2 separate regions of the Sus scrofa genome follow, and region 1 is linked to region 2. Evidence: chromatin contacts called from public promoter capture Hi-C data. All regions are on one chromosome and are shown on one strand. Each heading gives the region's core, a stretch centred on a gene start, on an enhancer-like site or on the middle of the called end of the contact. The rest is flanking DNA. Distances are from core to core; before and after follow the strand shown.

Evidence for each region. Promoter capture Hi-C pulls out the DNA fragments that hold promoters and counts their contacts.
Region 1: a contact with region 2 is called in a promoter capture Hi-C map of liver, with 3 times the contacts expected there. The contact joins the promoter of ZC3H6 here to the promoter of TTL in region 2. A contact is called at or near these places in 3 of 5 promoter capture datasets (fetal liver, fetal skeletal muscle and liver), 8 of 47 Hi-C or Micro-C datasets (heart right ventricle, liver, mesenteric adipose tissue and 2 more) and 2 of 2 datasets of contacts at active chromatin or transcription factors (alveolar macrophages and skeletal muscle).

What each region holds. Positions count from the first base shown.
Region 1 is chr3:44,145,933-44,151,335 of Sscrofa11.1, forward strand. It overlaps ZC3H6 (zinc finger CCCH domain-containing protein 6), which reads right to left and starts at 2,981. Exons shown (of 12, transcript XM_021087025.1): 1 at 2,517-2,981. The coding sequence starts at 2,548.
Region 2 is chr3:44,020,206-44,025,077 of Sscrofa11.1, forward strand. TTL (tubulin tyrosine ligase) reads right to left here and starts at 2,406. Exons shown (of 7, transcript NM_001004041.1): 1 at 2,049-2,406. The coding sequence starts at 2,205.

The DNA.
Region 1 (5,403 bases), core at 1,731-4,230, 130 kb after region 2:
ATCTCCACTCACATGTAGAATCTCAACTCTTTTTGTTTCAGAATTCATTAGAAAATACATTGAATCAACCATCATAGTAATATTTTAATTTGTATAATTAATGTAGTTATAAATAAAAATCATAGACTTAAGTTTTTTCCTGCACTCACACAGTATATCTTACTTTTCAAAAATGTCAGAAAAAGAGTATCACTGGGCCAATGTGAGGCTCCAAATACGAGAATTCATATATCTTCTCCACCTAATTCACATTAACTTTTATTACAGTATAAAATAACTGTAATAGGAAGTACAGAATATTTGGGGATTCCCAGATTAGTTCACTTTTCTGTAAATTTCTTTAAAATCACCTAGGATGCCTATTAAACATAGATTACCACAATAGTCCCCCTATAGATTCTGATTCAGTTGCTCTAGGCAGAATAAAAATCCTTACTCCTCAAAGAGATTCTGATGATTAGCTAAGATTAATGTTGATCCAGTACGGTAGTTCTAAATTTGGTACATATTAGAATTGCCTGAGGAGCTTTTAAAAAACCCTTAAAATCCAGGCTGAGGCTCAGACCAATGAAAATGACTTCAACACTTTATAAAAAGCACCCCAGAGAAGACTGAGAACCACTGATCTTGTAGAACTCAAAAAATTCTTGTACAACCCTCTTACTGAGAAACTAGGTTTGCTCAAGTTCACAAAGCTAAGCGGTAAAGCTGGAGCTAGAACCATTTCTCCTGACTCCTAGTTCACAACGAGTTTAAATATAGTTTTGTTTTTCATACAAGTTGACCAAAAAAGGTGTGAAACAGATAATTTGTTTCAGAAACCATTAGAAAATATTAGGTTCATAATCCTAATATAAAACAAAAAGACTAAATACTCTCCAGCTTAACCTTTAGTTTCTACTACTAAACTGGTAATGCAATTTTACAAAGATTTAATTTTTTCTTTTTAATTTCTAATTCCATATTTTAAAATTCCAAATTATTTTTAAAATCTGGCATCAGAATTCTTTATTAGCAAAATTAATTCAATATCTGAATTTGGCAACATAGTTTCTTCCTTATGTAGAATAATTCTTATTGAAGTTACTCTGCTACAGAGAACAGATTTCCTTCTTCTACACAAAAAGTGAATCTTAGGCTTCAAGAGCAAAACCCCATCATTGGTTTGTCCGCAAATACTCAGAGTAGGGAACTTCTTAAGATATTAGTTAACCCGTTCCAAGAACTTTCTCATTTTAAGGACAGGATAATGTAAAACAATCATGAAAAATGTGTTAAGTGCAAGCTTATGCACCTATAATTTTTTTAAAGAGCATTTTGATTTCCTAAAAACTACATATATAATTGACTGACTTGTCTTCTAGAGACCTACATTTATTATTACAGTACCAAAAGTGCCAAAACATTTCAAATTTTAGTACTGTTTGTTATATCTGCTTCTGGATTTAAAAAAAAAAAAAAGTGTTCTGTATACTTTACCAAAAGCAGATCACATTACTGCACAGGTAAAAACTCCAGCAACTTGTATACAGCCTAGAGCACAAGGTATGTTTTGATTAATTCCATTCGCAAGGGAGTAACGCACAGGTTCTGAATTTTTAAACATTCTAAATAAGAATAAGATACAATGTATTTTGACCCAGCAATTTAATGAAGGCCCACCCTTTCTTTTTTTAACGATTAAGATGGCTAGCACTATAAATTAAAATTTTAACCAAATCCTAAGTATGCTATTTATGCTATTTAAAATACGTCAATACGCCCAAATCATTAAACGGAGTTAAGAATGGGCCTCTTAAGGCATAGCAAAGATAAAAAAGTCAGAATCTCAAATTTTCCAATGATACATAGTATTTAGAAAACCGGGCTAGACTGAATGATCCATGGAGTCCTTACTTTAGGAGAAAACTGTGGTACACGAAGGTCTGCAAAGTCTAACTCTTTTGTGTAACATTTGAAACTTGCCGTTTCAAAATTGCTAGGGGTAAGCCTGTGCGAATACACGGCTTTTGGGGGTTGCCTAAAATTTTCCTAAGAAAGAACAAACAAAAACAAAAACAAACCCAAAGCATGTTTATTCTTAGGAGTGTGCTAGGGTAGTAGTCAAACAAATCACCAGTTACTGAAAATTCCTGGCGGGTCCTCATGGGACATGAGGGCCGGGCCCCGCACCGGGAGCCGCTTCCTCCGAGCCCAGGCTGGACCGCAGCCCCGAGCCGCCCGCGGAAGCCGCCCGGCGCCGACAGAGCCGCCCAGAGGCGGGGGGCTCGGGGCTCGCACGTGCGGCCGGGGGCGGGGCCGGCCGGGAAGGACCCCGCGCGGGGAGGCGGGCGCGGCCGGGCCGACCTCCCCCGCGGCCGCGGGCCCGGGCTTTGCATCGGGGCGCACGTCATGGAACGGATGGAGCCACACAGAGACGTCTAGGTCATGCAGGAGGCGCGCGGCCCCGGCCCGCTCCCGCCGCCCCAGACCCCTCCTCTCATCCGACAGAAAGACAGACAAGAAGGGTTCCCGACCTGTCGTGCCCTGCATGTTCAGAGTCTGTCATGTTTGGTCAAGAACGGGGCGGGGCTGGAGGGCAGGTCTGCGAGGCCGGCGGCGGCGGGGCGCGGGGAGGCTCCCTGCGCCGCCTGCGGGTACCTGCTCCCGGCCGCCGCCGAGAGGTGACGAAGTGGTAAAAACTCACGGTTACTAGTGAGCGACACAGACACAGACTTTCCAGTCTATTAACAACCACGCCAGAGAGGTGGGGCTCTAACTGCAAACACTGGGCCACGGCCCCGCGCTGCCGGCGCTGCCGCTTTAGTCTCTATTCGCCGCCGGTGGCTGAGGCTTGGGAGCAGCCGGGCGGCGTGCACCGACGCGGGGATTTGGACAGTGGCCGTAACGGTGATTTCTCCTCACCAACATGGCGGCACCCGAGACCGGCGGCTCGATAAAATGGCGCCTGCCGCAACACCTAGCCCGGGACTAAAGGGCAGAAGAGATTCCTCCGCGTGCCGCGGCCCTTACCCAGCCCGCCGGGGCCGAGCGCGCTTCCCATTGGAGGAGAAGGCCCGTCCATCACTCCCGGGGGCGGGTTCCCACGCTTTCCTGTGAAGCGGCGGAGGAGGCAGTCTCTGAAGGCTGTGCCGGGCGGAGCCGGGGGGTGGTTTAGGGCGGGGTAGGCGATCAGCGAGATCGCGCTGTGCCTCCGCGCCTACGGAGGTGCCTCGCGGTGTTCCCTGCGAGACGCCGCCTCCCAGAGATTGGGGGGGCGGTTTCAGACGTACCCAAACAAACGGCCCCCCCCCAAAGCCATTAGCAAATGTGGACAGCAGTGAGACGGCTCTAGAGTCAAAAAAAAACAAAAAACAAAAAAAGAAACCTTTGTTGCTTAAATAGTAGGGGAATGTACTTTCTCCTTCAAGGTTGTAGCGGATCTTGTTTTCTGTAACGGTTAATGCCCAGAATCACGTTTGGAGGAAAATAGCTTGGCACGTAACTCTGATATTTAATACTGAATTTATCTACCCAGTTATTAATAATGAAAGAAAAATTGCTAAAAGAATTATATGAGCTTTAAGTTATTCCATAAAAACATTTACATTTTATATGTAAAATACATGTGAATATTTTATAAATAAAAGCTAACTATTACATTTCTTTGCACTTATAAACGTGATCTTTTTTCTAAAATTTAATGACAACATTTTGGCCCATTTAGTTTTGAATGAATGTCTTTTTTTTTTTTTTTTTTTTTTTTTTTTGTCTTTTTAGGGCCAAAACCTGGGCATATGGAGGTTCCCAAGCTAGCGGTCAAATCAGAGCTGTAGCTTACGTCACAGCCACAGCAACGCCAGATCTGAGCTGTGTCTGCGACCTACACCACAGCTCACATCAACACCGGATCCTTAACCTACTGAGCGAGGCCAGGGATCAAACCTGCATCTTCATGGATGCTAGTCAGATTTGTTAATTGCTGAGCCACAAAGGGAACTCCAACGTCCCTTTTTTAAATCAGCATGATGGATTAATAATTAATCCTCCCAAATATCTGACTTTCGAGAAAATGTATTTTGTAGATGCATAGACACAGGACGTTTAGAAGCAATTGCAACTAGATTAAATTTTAAATTAAAAAAATGTGGATATTGGAGTTCCCGTCGTGGCGCAGTGGTTAACGAATCCGACTAGGAACAATGAGGTTGAGGGTTCGATCCCTGCCCTTGCTCAGCGGGTTAATGATCTGGCGTTGCTGTGAACTGTGGTGTAGGTTGCAGATGCGGCTCGGATCCCGCGTTGCTGTGGCTCTGGCGTAGGCCGGTGGCTACAGCTCTGATGAGACCCCTAGCCTGGGAACCTCCATATGCCATGGGAGCGGCCCCAAAGAAATAGCAAAAAAAGAAAAAAAAATGTGGATATGTATATTGAAAAACAGCATTCAATTTTTTTCTAAATTGAATGCAGCCCTTGACAGGAGCTGTACACCTATGAATAATTCTGCAGGCACTTGCCACACTTGGATACATTACATTTCTAGGAAACTTTCAAAAGCAGGTATATTTTGTCCAGAGTAACAATAATTTGCATTTGAAGTTTTGCAAGAATCTGTACTTTGTCTCTATTGTAACCATGTTACTTAGATCTTACTGTAACTAATTAGGAGAGTTCATTTCTCTGCAGTCTTCCCAAGACATTGAGGTAAGCAGTTGGCTGTTCTCTTATTGCACTTAAAGTTTCCCCTGACCGCTGTATCTGGAGGCCTTGGGATCCCTTTCAAACTCACTCTAAGGTCTTTGGTTTGCTGCGTTGTGAAACAATGAATACAGTTCTCTCTAGATGAAAAGCCTCCTTCCTAACCCTTGATATGCACCACCAGATGAGTTTGATAGCTGAAATACAGCCTCAGATCCTGGTCTTCTTCCTTGGGTAACAGAAAAGGAGTGACCCTGTGGATGGTATGCAGGGCAGGAGGTCGTGTGCCTTTGAAACTGTGTATTTAGAATCCAGAAGTGTTCAGAGACGTTCAGATAAAATATTTAAGTTGAAGGCTAAGCAAACCTCAGCATTCCTCTCCTTTTCTTTAACTGCCTCGGTTAAGAAGGCATGCTTTCATCACAGAGATTAAACCAGATTATCCGTTTCCAAGCTAGTAGATTTTACTTAACAATGAAATATGGACCATGAGAACTCCAGAACTCTTAGCACGTGACAACGACAACGCCATATTCAGAGGATAGAGTCCTGACTTCCATAATTGCCAGCTGCCAGATTAATCAAATTGACACTGCACAACCCTTTGTAATTTTGAACTTTTGCCCTGCTTCTTCTTCCTCATTCTCCCATTGTTGTTGTTGCTGTTAAAAGCTTTATGGATATAGGCCATAAAATTCACCCATTTTTAACTGTACATTTAAATTA
Region 2 (4,872 bases), core at 1,156-3,655:
CATTTTCTTTCCCATAAAAATTAAATGTTGGAGTTCTCACTGTGGTTCAGCAGGTTAAGAATCCAACTAGTATCCATGAAGATGCAGGTTCAATTTCTGGCCTTGCTCAGTGGGTTAAGGATCTGGCATTGCTGCAAGTTGTGGTGCAGTTCAAAGATGTGGCTCAGGTCCCAAAATGCTGTGGCTGTGTCATTGGCCAGCAACTGCAGCTCCAATTCAACCCCTAGCCTGTGACCTTCCATGTGCTGCAGGTGTGGCCCTAAAGAGAAAAAAAAAAAAAAAAAAAGTTTACTGAAGCTCCTACTATGGTGCAATGGGTTAAGAATCTGGTGTTGCCACCGCTGTGGCACAGGTCACAGTTGCGGCTCAGATTCTACCCCCAGCCTGGGAACTTCTGCATGCTACAGGTGCAGCCAAAAAACAAATAAATGTTTACTGATCATCTGCTGACTTCACGGTCACTGTTTAGGATTTGGACCCTCTAGGTTTGGTCTCTTTCTCCCTCACCTGGAACCTCGCAGCAGTGCCAACCACCCCTGCTGCAGCCCCCACAGAGCCATTTTTCGTCAGCTTTTAATTTTAGGATTCCACCTAAGCTCTGACCGCCGGGCACTGCTCAGTTCAAGGAGGAAAGTCAGTCAGGCAGGGAAGCATACAGAACAAGTCAGAAATAAACATTCTCGACTATACTCAGGGTTTCTTCTTTTGCTGAGGGCTTCCTGGGGAGACAGTTTCGCAAAAGGGAACTTCCAGGCACATTCTCTGTATTCCAAGACTTCTAGGGGTTGGAATCAGCCCTTCCATGGAGTCCTCATCATACATGGCACACTTGTACAACAATAGAAAGTTGTCGGTGGTCCTTTCCCAAAGAAAAAGTTTCAGCAAGCCTAAGTAGAAATACCCTTCATCCCTCAAATCATTACAGTCCCCCCCCCATAAGCCCATCAAGGGCTAGTCAATTCCAAATGGTCTATTTTCAGTCTTTCCCTATTCAACCTCTCCACCCTCTGACCACACCTATTTTCTAAAAACCGTACCCTCTCCGGACATAGAACACGGCTCTCTGAGAAGCCCTCCAAGGCAGGGATGACTTTTCCTCTTGACGGATTTGTCTCTGGCAATATGATCAGGTCCCCACCCCAGGGGAATTTCTGGCAGGGAACATGGCTACCCCTAGTGAGGCTGCAATTCCCCCATGACTGTGCAGTCAGAGGCCGTGAGACTACGTTCAGGTCAATGGGATGTGAGTCTGAAGTGCTGTGCACAACTTCTGGTTTACATCATCTAAAAAGGAGCCGCCGGTCCTCTGCTTCCCCAGCACCTTCCTCCAGAGGAAGATGTAGACGCGGTGGTGCCAGCTTCAACCACGTGAATGAAGGTAACTCCCGCAGAGAGAGTAGGGCTGAGAATCCAGCGTCACCTACCATCTGCATTCAACCCACGATCGTGAGAATGTGTTCTTTGGTGAAGCTAAGAGAAGACACCCTTCCGCCCTTCCCTGGGCTGGGCTCACTGCTGAAGCTCAGGCTTTCAGAATCCAGGTCTCTTCCAAATCCTTTGACAGTTTAACTGAGCCTCTGGGTAGCTGAATCCTCAGGGTTTTCAACACACACAAGCTCCCCTCCCGCGCCAACATAGGCAGGGCAGGATCCTTAGTGAAGAAAATGTGCAAGAGGACTCCGGCGAGATTTCAGCAGCGGGCTCCGCGTAGCCGCGCCCCGCCCGGCGATCTGTCCAGCGGACCTGCCGGATTTGGGGACGTCGGGCCTGGGGAATCCGGGAGACGCGAGGCCTGGGCTCCCCGCCCCCGGCTGCAGGGACGGGTCATGGTAAAGAGGCAGCCGCGGCTCCAGGAGCCCGCACCTACATTCCCGCCCCGAATCCGATTTAGGAGATGAGAAGGCACGAAAAACGATGGGCTTAGTCCTTTAAGGGATGCATTTTTTATCTATCTGCCCGAGAAACGACGGAGGGAAGGTTTCTGACCTTAAAACAAAAGCGCCCGTTCTACCGGGAGGAGCGGGAGGGCGCGAAACGGGGAAGCTCACCCAGTCTCCCGAAGGGCAGCCGGTTCCTTTCTCCCAGCATCAGGTTGAACCTGGGATTGTCCCGCCGTAGCCTCTTCCAGTGGCCGGTGGCGAGCAGCAGCCGGGAGACCTCGGCGTAAACGCTGCTGTTCTCGTCGCGCACCACGAAGGTGTACATGGTGAAGGGCCGCGCGCCGGGGCCACCCCTGCAGCCGCTGCAGGAAACAGCCGGCCAAGCGGCTGCTCAGCGTGGGACCAGCCGGGGCGACTGCCGCGCTCCCGACCCGTCGGCCCCGCCGGCCCCGCCCCACACGCTCCAGCCGCGCCCCCGCCAGCGGCCTGGGCGCCCGCCCCTCACGCTTCTAGGGTAGCCGGCCGCGGGCGCCCGGGCGCCCGCGCGTCTGCCAGAGCAGCGAGCGCAGCCCCGACGCCGCGCCCACTGTCGGCGCGGCTCCGCCTCCGCCCCGTGATTCCGCGCGGCCGGCTCCAGGGCGGGCGGATGGGAGGGGGCCTGTGCGCGGGGGGCGCGCCAGGCTCCCTCTCTGAGCGGGCTGCCAGCTGCAGATGGTGCGGGGGCTGGAGGAGGGGGCGCGGCTTTAGCCTCAGCTTCCCGAACAGGCCCCTGAGTGGGACCGGAAGCTGGGGCGGTCCTCCCGAGCCCGGGGTCACGGCCAAGGGGGCGGTGCCAGAGGAAGATCCCTTTTTAGGGCTTGTTCTGGTAGTTTTCAACCTACTCTTTCAAAGGGACGTTTTCTGGATGAAAACAGAAAGTTGTAAGTCCCCATTCTTTGTCCAAAATGGGCTTCTTTTACTTTCCTGCTTAAGGACCGCAGAGAACCCGAGGCGTAGAAGCGGCTGTTGGTTTCGTTTGGGTCGAATGCTTCCGTAGCCTGCTGAGACCTCCTGGATGGTGCATAGCCAGGGGGTGACTTCAGATTCGCCGATCACACACAGACCCTAGGATCCCTGGACTCCGCCCTGCCGTTTACCGGCGCTGGGCCACTCGCTTTTCGTCCTCCGGACCGATTTCCCCTTCTGAGTTGGCGGAAGGTGGTTCTTTTTTGTTGTTGTTGTTTGCCATTTCTAGGGCCGCTTCTGTGGCATATGGAGGTTCCCAGGCTAGGGGTCTAATCGGAGCTGTAGCCACTGGCCTACACCAGAGTCACAGCAACGCAGGATCCGAGCCGCGTCTGCGACCTACACCACAGCTCACGGCAACTCCGGATCCTTAACCCACTGAGCAAGGCCAGGGATCGAACCCTCAACCTCATGGTTCCTAGTCGGATTCGTTAACCACTGCGCCATGACGGGAACTCCGGAAGGAGGTTCTTTAAAGTCCCTTGGTTCTGATCCTACCTGACTTCCTTTTAGGAAACATTTTTGGTGCATTTTGAGGAATAGAGAGAGGACTCTACCAGATTTCCCGCAAACTTCCTACACTTCCTCAAAAATTAGCTACATCACCCATGTGCTTCCGATGTCTTACTCTTTAGAGAAAGAATATCCTGCGACCTTTCCTGTCCTGCTCTCCCTGTGCTCATGGTATCTACTTATATTGTAAAATTGCCCTCCTTTCTTCCATTTTGCCCATAGGCTCCACTGGCCATGGGAAGCTCGCTTAGAGGAGAAATGGGGCAAGACCCAGGAGTGCTGTAATGATGACGTTCCTTCACACCCGTCCCAGCAATCCGACATCCCTGAGGAATGCGGGTATCTAGTGCCCGGCTTCCTAACCTCCAGAGAATGAATCTGCCGGGAGGCATATATCCTACGCTCTATTTCAAGGTCGCTGCAGAAGAGTTCTGATTGTCCGCAGCTGCAACTTACTCCTTTCTGCATCTTCTCTTGTTAGGTTCCCTCCTTTTCCGGTTTTCTATCCCACCTGTCTTGGGGTCACTTTCGCAGTAAACCTCAAATCGTTATACCAGGACTACCTTTTTAGAGAACTCAGGCCAAAACGTTGTGGCTGCTTCTCTTCACAGCCAGTCATCTTGAAAGTGATACCTACTTTCAGCATGCCTGGGTCCTTTCACCCTCCTGCACCACCCACTCTCCCCTACAGGCCCGCTACTCTCTCTGCTGTGAATTTCATTAGGAACTCCTGTAACCTCTGTATTTGCAAATACAGTAGATACTTTTCTCCTTTTTTATCCCCACCCATATTTTGTAGTGAACATCATTTTTGGTATTGTTTTGTCCAGCAGCACCCCTTATCCCCTTTTCTTAATAATAAAACTCATCTTTCCCCTGGAAACCTGTTTTGTGTGATTCTGGTGGCATTGACACTGTCCATTGTTGTTTTGTTTTGCTTTTTAGGGCCACACCGAGCAGCATATGGAGGTTCTAAAGCTAGGAGTTGAATCAGAGCTGTACCTACTGGCCTATGCCACAGCCACAGCAACACCAGATCCAAGCCTCATCTGTGACCTTAACCCACTGAGCGGCGTCAGGGATCAAACCCGAATCCTCATGGATACTAGTCGGGTTCGTTACTGCTGAGCCACAACAGGAACTCTACACTATCCATATGGGCACAGGAAAATGAGTACTCAGGCTTGGTCCATTTCCACCCTTTTGCCATTGTGATGGTAAAACACAGGCTAGTGATCCAAATTTGCTGAACTGATTCTCTCTGGGATTTTTCTACCTGAGCTATGGAGAGAGCCTCTCTCTCCTGGAAGACTGTGGGACAGCATGCAGCTTTATTGCTATATTACAGAGGGGAAAACTTGTCTAAGAATTCAGCTTCCTATCCTACTTTGCATCAGGCCTGTATGCGGATTATGAATATGTTCTTGCCACATGATGTAAATGAAGTGATGGGTATTTCTTAAGATTTGGACAT